Regions from separate parts of the Sus scrofa genome. Here region 2 is linked to region 1. Evidence: chromatin contacts called from public HiChIP or PLAC-seq data. All regions are on one chromosome and are shown on one strand. The core of a region is the stretch at or near the end of the contact, and the rest is flanking DNA. Distances in the headings are between cores, read along the strand shown. Region 1 overlaps SERGEF (secretion-regulating guanine nucleotide exchange factor). Region 2 overlaps SERGEF (secretion-regulating guanine nucleotide exchange factor).

What was found. HiChIP or PLAC-seq counts read pairs in DNA pulled down with a chosen protein or histone mark.
Region 2: an H3K27ac HiChIP or PLAC-seq map of skeletal muscle shows a contact between it and region 1, with 2.7 times the contacts expected there. The contact joins two enhancer-like sites. A contact is called at or near these places in 4 of 47 Hi-C or Micro-C datasets (liver, psoas muscle and skeletal muscle) and 1 of 2 datasets of contacts at active chromatin or transcription factors (skeletal muscle).

The regions. Positions count from the first base shown.
Region 1 is chr2:41,153,039-41,157,350 of Sscrofa11.1, reverse strand. All of the region lies in intron 8 of SERGEF (secretion-regulating guanine nucleotide exchange factor), which reads right to left. Among named protein-coding and RNA genes, the nearest start is that of SERGEF, 41 kb to the right of the region's middle. Within about 2 kb of position 2,585, at least 2 of the 83 cell types and tissues checked have an H3K27ac peak or open chromatin away from gene starts, as enhancers often do. A contact at or near this core is called in skeletal muscle, where this site is marked.
Region 2 is chr2:41,231,531-41,235,842 of Sscrofa11.1, reverse strand. All of the region lies in intron 9 of SERGEF (secretion-regulating guanine nucleotide exchange factor), which reads right to left. Among named protein-coding and RNA genes, the nearest start is that of SERGEF, 120 kb to the right of the region's middle. Within about 2 kb of position 2,437, at least 7 of the 83 cell types and tissues checked have an H3K27ac peak or open chromatin away from gene starts, as enhancers often do. A contact at or near this core is called in skeletal muscle, where this site is marked.

The DNA.
Region 1 (4,312 bases), core at 1,336-3,835:
CGTCAGTGGCCTGGGGATTGCCACCTGCATCCAGCAGTGGCAGTAAGAAGCACCCCAGAAGAGGCCACAAGGAGAACCTGTTACAATCAAGCACCCACCAGGAAAGGGAAGATAATCAGGAGACCTGGAGTCCCAGTAACTTCAATGAGAGGGGCTACGGAGGCTCAGGACCACGGTCAAGGCCAGTGGGTGGTGTGACAAGCACTGCAGTTACATTCAAATCGCACATCTGGGAGTTCCTGTCATGGCTCAGTGGTTAACCAGATTGCTGTGAGCTGTGGTATAGGTCGCAGACGCGGCTCGGATCCTGTGTGGCTGTGGCTGTGGCTGTGTGCAGGCCAGTGGCTACGGCTCCAATTGGACCCCTAGCCTGGGAACCTCCACATGCTGCGGGAGTGGCCCTAAAAAAAGACAAAAGACAAAAAAAAAAAAAATTGCATATCTGGAGGGCCAAGGCCTCATGGGTATGAAAGGCCACTGTGGTGGGACTGCCTGCCTTTCCCTTCCACATCTGATCTCCCTCCCACTCTGCTGCCGTCCCTCAGACCCCAGAAGAAACACCTTTCACCAGCACCGCAGCCATCAAGGAACTCCAAGTCATCAATGTGACCTTCTGTAAAAACCTGACCCAGCATAAGACAACCTCCATGACGTTTGCCTTGAGTCCCACCAGAGACGGTGAGCACCAGAGCTGCAGCACCTTCCTGGGAGAGGCTGACTCTTCCACGGCCAGGGACTGGGAATGGCATCTGCTACACAGATTTTTCCTTTCATAGGATCAGCTCCAACCAAATCAGCAAAGCACTGTTACTATGGACCATCTGCCAGGACCCGGAAACAGCCCTGTTACATAAAGGGGCTGGTGTAATGAAATTTATTAAACTGGCTTCTTCCTTCCTCCATAAGGGAGACGGAACAATTGAAGTCTCTCTTAGGAGAGTACTGCCGGGCCATGGAGGGGCCCTGGGCTAGGGACCCCTGGTCTCATCCTGGCTCTGCATCCGTCAGCTGTGGCACCACCTCCCTGGGCTTCTGTTTCCCCAAATTTCAAATGAGGCCGAGACGGTCCCCTCCAGCATTAAAATTCCCTGCCTTCTTACTACTCTCACTAACAGGGCAAAAAAGTAAGTTACCTTTGATGTTAATTTTGTGCCACAGGGTTAACTTTCTGAAAAAAAGTGGTGCTTCATATTCGCTGGCTAAAGGGGCAAAATGCCGAGTGGAGCCCCTGACCCCAGGGGCTGGCTAGGGGAAGGTGCACAGAGGAGAGCCAGAGGTTAGAACCTTCCAGCAGCCAGGCAGAAAGGCCCAGGCAAATGGCAAGTGGGTCTCTGGGAAGCAGTGCTGTCCATGACGTCCTGCTTGGGAGCTCAGTCACCTGCAGGGAACAAAGTGCTTTGTCACCCAGGATCTTACTCGATCCTCGCAACCCCCTCGAGTTGACATGATGACGTTGCCGACCCCGATGTCACACTGTGCAAGGTAAGGCCAAGTAACTAGGAGCGGGGTGAGTCTTAACCTCTCGTTGCCTCACACGTAAAATGGGAGGGAGCCCCGCTCAGCAAACTTTGTGTAAGGATTAAATAGATATTTTTGCAAAGCTCTGGCAAAATGCCTGGCACACAGTGCGTCCTGGGTAAATCTGAGGAACCCTTCCCCACAGCCTCCTTCTCCTCAGGGATCTGTGAGGAAGCCCTGAAGCGGCTCATCTTCAAGCCCAGAAGAAATGCTTCAGGAGGGAAGGTCACGTGACCTTCCCTGCAGGCCCCAGAGGGCAGACCTGGGGGCCGGGTGGCTCCAGTCCCCACCCGTCTCGCACTTTCTAAGGGTCACCCAGCTCACCTCAGGGAGAGGGCCCCGCGGGAACCCAGAGTACCTCCAAACCAGTGGCAGAGATGAGCCCTGAGCAGAAAAAGCCCGTAAGAGCCACCCTCCCTTGAGGCAGGGCCTTCCCTCCCTTGTTCATATTTATCACCCTCAGGAGACCTGCAGCTGTTCCTCAGAACAAAGCCTGAATAAGGGACCCATGCTCTTCTTGAGGGATTCCAGACCCTTCTGACCCTATCTGGCCCCATGTTAAGCAAACACTTAACAAGGCTAGGGTACACTTCCCACATCTAGGCCTTTGTTTCCAGAATGCCTTCTGCCTGGAGCGCCCTCCTCAGCCTACTCAACAAATATTTGTTGAATAACAGAGTGAAGGCAGGAAGGAAGGAATGTGTGAATGAGTGCGTGACATAATATATCCCCACGAGGCAGCCAAAATAGAGATTATGATTCTCACTTAACTGATGAGGAAATCTAGGCCCAGAGAGCTTAAATGACTTGCCTAAGAGCACACAGCCAACAAGCCGCCAAATCAGAACTTGAGCCTGGCTCCTCAGGGCTCTTGGGACCACGTCAAGCTTCCTCTGAAGGTAAAAAGTCAAGCTTAGGTTAGGAAAAAGCTGATCCAAGATTCCTCAAAATGGGCCGCTTTCATCTTGGCACATATCCGAGAGCACTTTAAGGCACTGGCTGTCACTACGATTATTGAGAGTTCCCGAGAGACAGGCAAGGTCCCTTGAGAAAGGGCAAGCACAGTGCCATCTGTCAAGAACCTAAAAATGATGGCACAATTACAGGCCGGTCACTTAATGCTCACTTTCAGAGAGCTCCTGGAACAAATCAATCCCCACCAGGAAAGAGGAGGAGGGCTCTCTGAATGGAAACTCAGCCCTCGTGCCAGGGGCCTCCGAGCCCTTCCCAGAACCTTCCTGTGAGCTCGCAGCATGGCTGGTGCCCCTGCCCACTGTGGACAGATTGAGCAGCCGAGGACCCAAGGCTTTGCAGCCATGCAGGGGCAAAGCTGGCCTCCCAGCCCTGGGGCACCAAGCAGCACTGGCGGCCTCAGGGAGCGAGCGCTCTCTGCACTGAGCTTCTCCAAGAAGGTGGGAAGAGGGCAGGCCCACAGGCTGGTGTCCCGAGCATGGCCACTGAAAATGCATCGCTCCCATGCCAGGAAGCTGCAGCTACTCCATGCGACTAACCCTGATGGAGCCCTTCGTCTACACTAGGGGAGACCTGGGGTGGGGGAGGGGGTGGTAAAACAGACCAGGTCCCTCGCACCTGGTGAGGGGGAAGCATTGACAAATGAACAAGCAAATAATGATACTGTGATTTCAGGCAGTGAAAACTGCTCTGGTGGAAAGTAAAGCAGGGCAGGGAGTAGAGTGTGGGAGACAGGAGGAGGTGGCTATTTTCAATGGGATGGACAGGGAGGTGACAGTGGGCAGAGAGCAACGGAAGTGTGGCAGTCACTACACGGGGCGAGGGGGAGAGGGAAAAACCAGGGAACTGCAGGGGTCCCCACGCAGAGAAGAGAGGTACCTCTTCTCAGAAGGCGTCCCACCACCAGACACCACTCCGGAACCTGCTCCACAAAGACCTGCCTTTGCTGCTTCAAAGGTCTCCTCTCCCCAGCAGCCCACCATAAGCTTTCTCCAAAGAGAAAAAAGAATTGTTTCTCCCTGCCCTGCAGCCTGGGAGGTGCCTGCTACGCTCCCAGGGCAGTCGCTTTGCGGGGAGGCGGCACAAGGAGATGAAATGAGTCTAACCTTTGACATCAAACAGAACATAGTCCAGGGGTCTGCTTGGCGTAACCAGCTGTGTTACTTTAGACAAGCCACTCAGCCTCTCCGAGCCTCAATTTCCTCTCTTGGACTATGGAGGCAATGGCCCCTACCTCAGAGGATCATGAGGACGAGGTAAGTGGCAGCTGGCACAGCACCCGGTCCATGGTAAGTGCTTGGCAAAGACTGGTTCCCTGCCCTACACTGACCCCCTTTGAAATTTTTTTAAAAAATTTATTCAACCAATTGTGCCAACTTACTATAATGTGCCTCTGGCACGGCCCTGGGCCTGCTCATCTGCTGGGTGTAGGGGCTCTGAGGTGACTTTGATGAAGATTCCATCATGGCGCAACCTGATTAGAGGAACTTGAACCAGAGGAGAACTGGGCAGACAGAAAGGGAACAGAAAATGCCATGGACACTGCCCTTACTGCAGATGAAATCATTAGGATCAGATGCTCAGTGAAATCGGGATCAAGGCAGACAGTTAACTGCTGTCCCCTCCTCTTTCCACCTCTGGCTCACCATCCCAGGGCCCAAGTCCTTGTCTCCTGGCTCTTCCTGTGGGGCAGCCAGCTAGAGGCCAAAGCCATCTCCGTTCTCCTATCAAGCAAGGAGATAATCAGGTATCGACCCACGGTGAGACCTTAGGCAGCACCCCCTTCTCTCTCTGGGCCTGAGTTCCCCCTGCATAAAAAGAG
Region 2 (4,312 bases), core at 1,188-3,687, 79 kb before region 1:
GGTAGCTCTTGACAAACTTCAAATTACAATCTCTCTTGGGTTTTTCTGTTTCTTCCAACCACTTCTACGAACACTCTGATGATGTTCACTCTAGTGACAAGTCCTAGTATGACCCTAAAATGAGAATATATGGAAATTTCTATGAATGTGTCAGCCTCTTGGTGGAAAGCTGCCAAGTATCAAGAAGCACTTCTTTTCTTCCCTCCCTTCCCTCTCTCCCTCTCTTTCTTTGAGCAAATATCAATTAGATGCAAGGCCTACCAATTTGCAAATGAATACACCCTTCCAAGGCCAGGGAAATTATTAAGAGGCATTTAAAACCACCTGCTCTGACCTAAAATAAAATAAGATAAAGTGAAATAAAATAAAGGAACTGCTGATTTGAGGAGGACTGGATCTGTTCTGGCCATGTGACTACCAGGGCTGTCAAAGCCTAGTGTTCACAGCCAGAACATCTGGGGACTATTCTAATTGGCTTGTTCTTCTGTTCACTCCACATAGCTCAAAGCCAGAGACCACCTGACATCTGAATTATCAACTATCTTGCAAAACATGGTAGCCTTGAAGTTGGCTTTGAAAGATTCTTCACGAATGGTTCTTTTGCTTAGCAAACTTTGGTGCAGCTCTCCAAAACAGGTGCCAGTGTCTGCATTTCAACTGTTCCATCAATAATTGGCCCGAAGACAGATTTCTTCATGTTGAATTGAGACCATCCAAAAAAATCACAAGGGAGACTGCCTTATTCCCACCCTTTGACTTCTCCTCAAAAGGGAAAGAGATGCTTTACAGAATTCAAATGGTCTAGCAAAAGTTGTCTTTAAAGCAAATTTTAATACATTTAAGTATACTTTATTGAAAACAATTTTCTGCCAAAATAAGCCAATTTTCTCACAGAATAACACAAAGGTACAATGGCCTGGATTCCTGCCATGCTCAGCTTTTCTGACTGTGAGAATTTGAGTCCTTGCTCTGAGGCAAGACCCATTCCTACCAAGCATTCCTGGGAAGGCACCAGCTCTATCGAAAAAACAGTCCTGGCCTGATCTGGCTTGGCCTGAGGAAGGAAAGGCATACGGCTATCCAGCAAGGACCCGAGTGACCTCGGAACTCAATGCCAGCAGAATCAGGTTCCCTCTCTGCTGGGTAATTTATAGTTGGAGACCACTGGAACTCTCTGAGTTCACATGATGGGAGTCAGAAAGACAGTGACAGGAGTGAAACGCAGAAGAGTGAATGGATGTTCTCAGATCCCCATCAGAAAGAAGGACAAGTGCATGACAGAGCATAGGATGGTTCTAATAGCAACGGGGTGGCCTATCTTCCAGCCCCTTCCTCTCTGTGCCTTCATCTGCCCACCTATAAAGTAAGGAGCCTAGAAAAACAGATCCTTAGGGTCCCAGTCAACTCCAACATGCCGAGACAGATTCTAGCCCCAGATGGGTTGCCAGCCTCCACAAAGCAGTCGTGAGACCAGCAGGGCCAGGCCACCAGCATTCTCCCCTCATTTCTTCCTGACCTGACCTACTTCATTGCTCACAGCTTAGCTCAAATGCTACTCCTTCAAGAAGTCTCCTTCTGGCACAATCACTCACTCCTCCCATCTAGGAGCCTCTGATCTGCCTAGGTACTCAGCACTGAAAGTTTCAGAAATGTATTCAGTAATATCTGGGGGGAGAAAGGAAGGGAAACTGAGAGAGAGGCACATGGAAGCCTTTCCTAATCCCTATGCAGGAAGGTCTCAATCCCAGTCTCAGCCCATTGACAGACCCCACTCTGGAAAGCCAAAAGACTTGCTCAGTGGTTTGGAATACCAGTGGCTAATGAAGATTCCATCTCAACCAATCTTCGGCTTTTTCATTAAGAAAAAGTCATTCCCAAGCTGCCAGGTATCATAGCTTTGTGGTCTGTAGAGAAACAGAAGGCAAAATGGCCACAGGAACAACCACCTGCAAAGGAAAGGGTTGGGGCGGGGGGAGCCTGCAGCGCAGAGCTTGGGGGGCGGGGCGCTCGCTGGCTTAGGCTCCGGGAGACAGTGCCATGCTGTGGCCACCTGCCGCCTCTGCGCCGCCTTCCGCGGCCGCTGTAGGTACAGGAGGCCTGTTTCCTGACCCAGTTTTCTCCCCAATCTCTATTTAGCTGTTCGCTAGTGGTGCTCCTGGCATGCCAATCAGATACTGCAGCCTGCAGTGCAGTTTGCTACAACAAATTCACAGTTCCTAGTAAATTCAGTGGAAAAGTACTGTGTCAAGCAGCCTAATTAAACTGACGTAATTTCCACAGCCATACACTTTTATCAAATAAGGTAAAAAGAAAAAAAATTCAAGGAAAAAAGAAAAAAAGAAGGAAATCATGTCTTTCAGCTCTTACGAAATGGACTGTGGTTGAGATGCATTTGAAGAATGATTCTGTTCTGTGCCCTTGGAGCCAAGCTGTCCAAGTCTTAGGTCCTGGTTGAGACCTTGGCTTGTGCTGGAAGGAGTACCAGAGCACTAGGGTACAAGTCTGGAGGCCCCTCTACCCCTCATACACCCTGTGACCTTGGACAAGCTGTTTCCGGCCCCTTGGGAAAGTGCAGGGGGTGGTGTTGGCTCTCAAACTAGACAATCATTAAAACAGCCTGTAAGTCTGATTCTCTAGACTGTCAAACTTGTGAGAGGAAAAAAAAAAAAATCATATACTTCTGTGGGGCAAACGAAACAAGAACTGGACTACAGGGCCTTGATTCTGGTACCAGTTTTGCTCCTAGTGTGACCTTGGGCAAACCTCATGACCCCTAGAGACTTCAAAGTCCTCTTCTGCCAAATGAGGATGATGAACTGGATGATCTCCAAGGCCCCTTCTAATATGAAAGCTCTATTAAAAGATTAAACTGGCCAGCACAGCCATGGAGGGAACAGTACCAAATGTCACCAACCTGGAACATTTCAATCTGCCCATACTGGGCTTCCTCTTCTCTTGAAGGGAAGGAGTCACCTGTTCTTTCCTGTGTTTAAAGATTTTCTATTCTAAAAATGCAGGAGGGATACATGCCTTTTCCTCATTTAGAGGTAACTCAGCAAATAAAGTCCCCTGGTATCCCCTCCTCCCAGGTACCCTGTTGGAAGAGGATGGCACGAGCAAAGCAGAGGGGGAATGAGGGTAACCTAGAGAGAAATTGAGTGACACCTCTTGGTTGACCTTAAGTGTCACTCAGGTCTCCAAATGCAAGTATAAAGAATGCCCTGGACATTGACCAGACACTTGATAAAGGTGAGTCTACCAGAAGAAGAAGGACGTTGCAGGAGGGAGAATGGGATAAGAAGAGGGGATGGGTAAACAGAGCCAACTAAGAAACAAACACCGGGTTTCTCTTCTGACAGCATGCAGAGACAGCACGAGGGAGAAAGCAAAGCAGACACATACATGTAAGGATGAGACAAAAGAGCACACGACCTCTCAATAGAGTGAACAGCTAATCAGCTAGTAGCCCTGGAAATTCCACCTCTCGTCTATTCTGAATCCATTGACTTCTCTCCATTATTGCTGCCTTAACCTTAGTTCAAGTTTTTGTCCATTCAGGCCTCAATCACTGCCACAGTCTTCTGACTCACCTCTTATCTCCGTCTCTTTCCCCCAATCCATCCTTTGCCCTGCCACCAAAGTGATCTTTCTCAAATGCTATCTAAACAAGTCACTCCTCTACTTAAGATCTTTCCAGGATCCTTCATCACCTTCTGAACAAACTAAGTACAATCTGGCTCCAGATTGCCACTCCTCACCACCCTCAATCTCTGCTCCAAATCAGGCCAAAGCACTTGCAGTTTCCTAAACAGGAAGCTCTGGGTCTTCGCATAAGGAGATCTTTCGGACTGGCACTCTGCCCTCCCCAAAACTCCACTAACCACCACCACCACTCATTCTAAGGCAACTTCAACCTATCCCTTAGGTCTCACTGCAGACACGATCTCTTCCAAGAGAACTTCTCAGACACCTCCCTCCCCCAAGCCTGGATCCCATGTCCCTTCTCCTGTGGGCCCACAAAGCTTTTGTTTATGCCTTCACAACCTTACCTATTGAAGTGTAAAGGCTTCATGGTCTCCTCAACCATGTTTTAACATCTTGGAGCCCTCAGTACCTAAATATAGTGTTTGACATTAGCATTCAGGAAATGACTGATGAATGAGTGAGGGAATGAATGAATACATGGAGGAAACTAAGCCTACATGATGGGAGGGGGAGGCTTTAGTCTATCAAAGCAGCAAGATTGACAGGAAGAACCCTGAGAAATATGGAAAAGATGAGGAGGAAAAAGACAAGAAACTAAGAAGGGTCC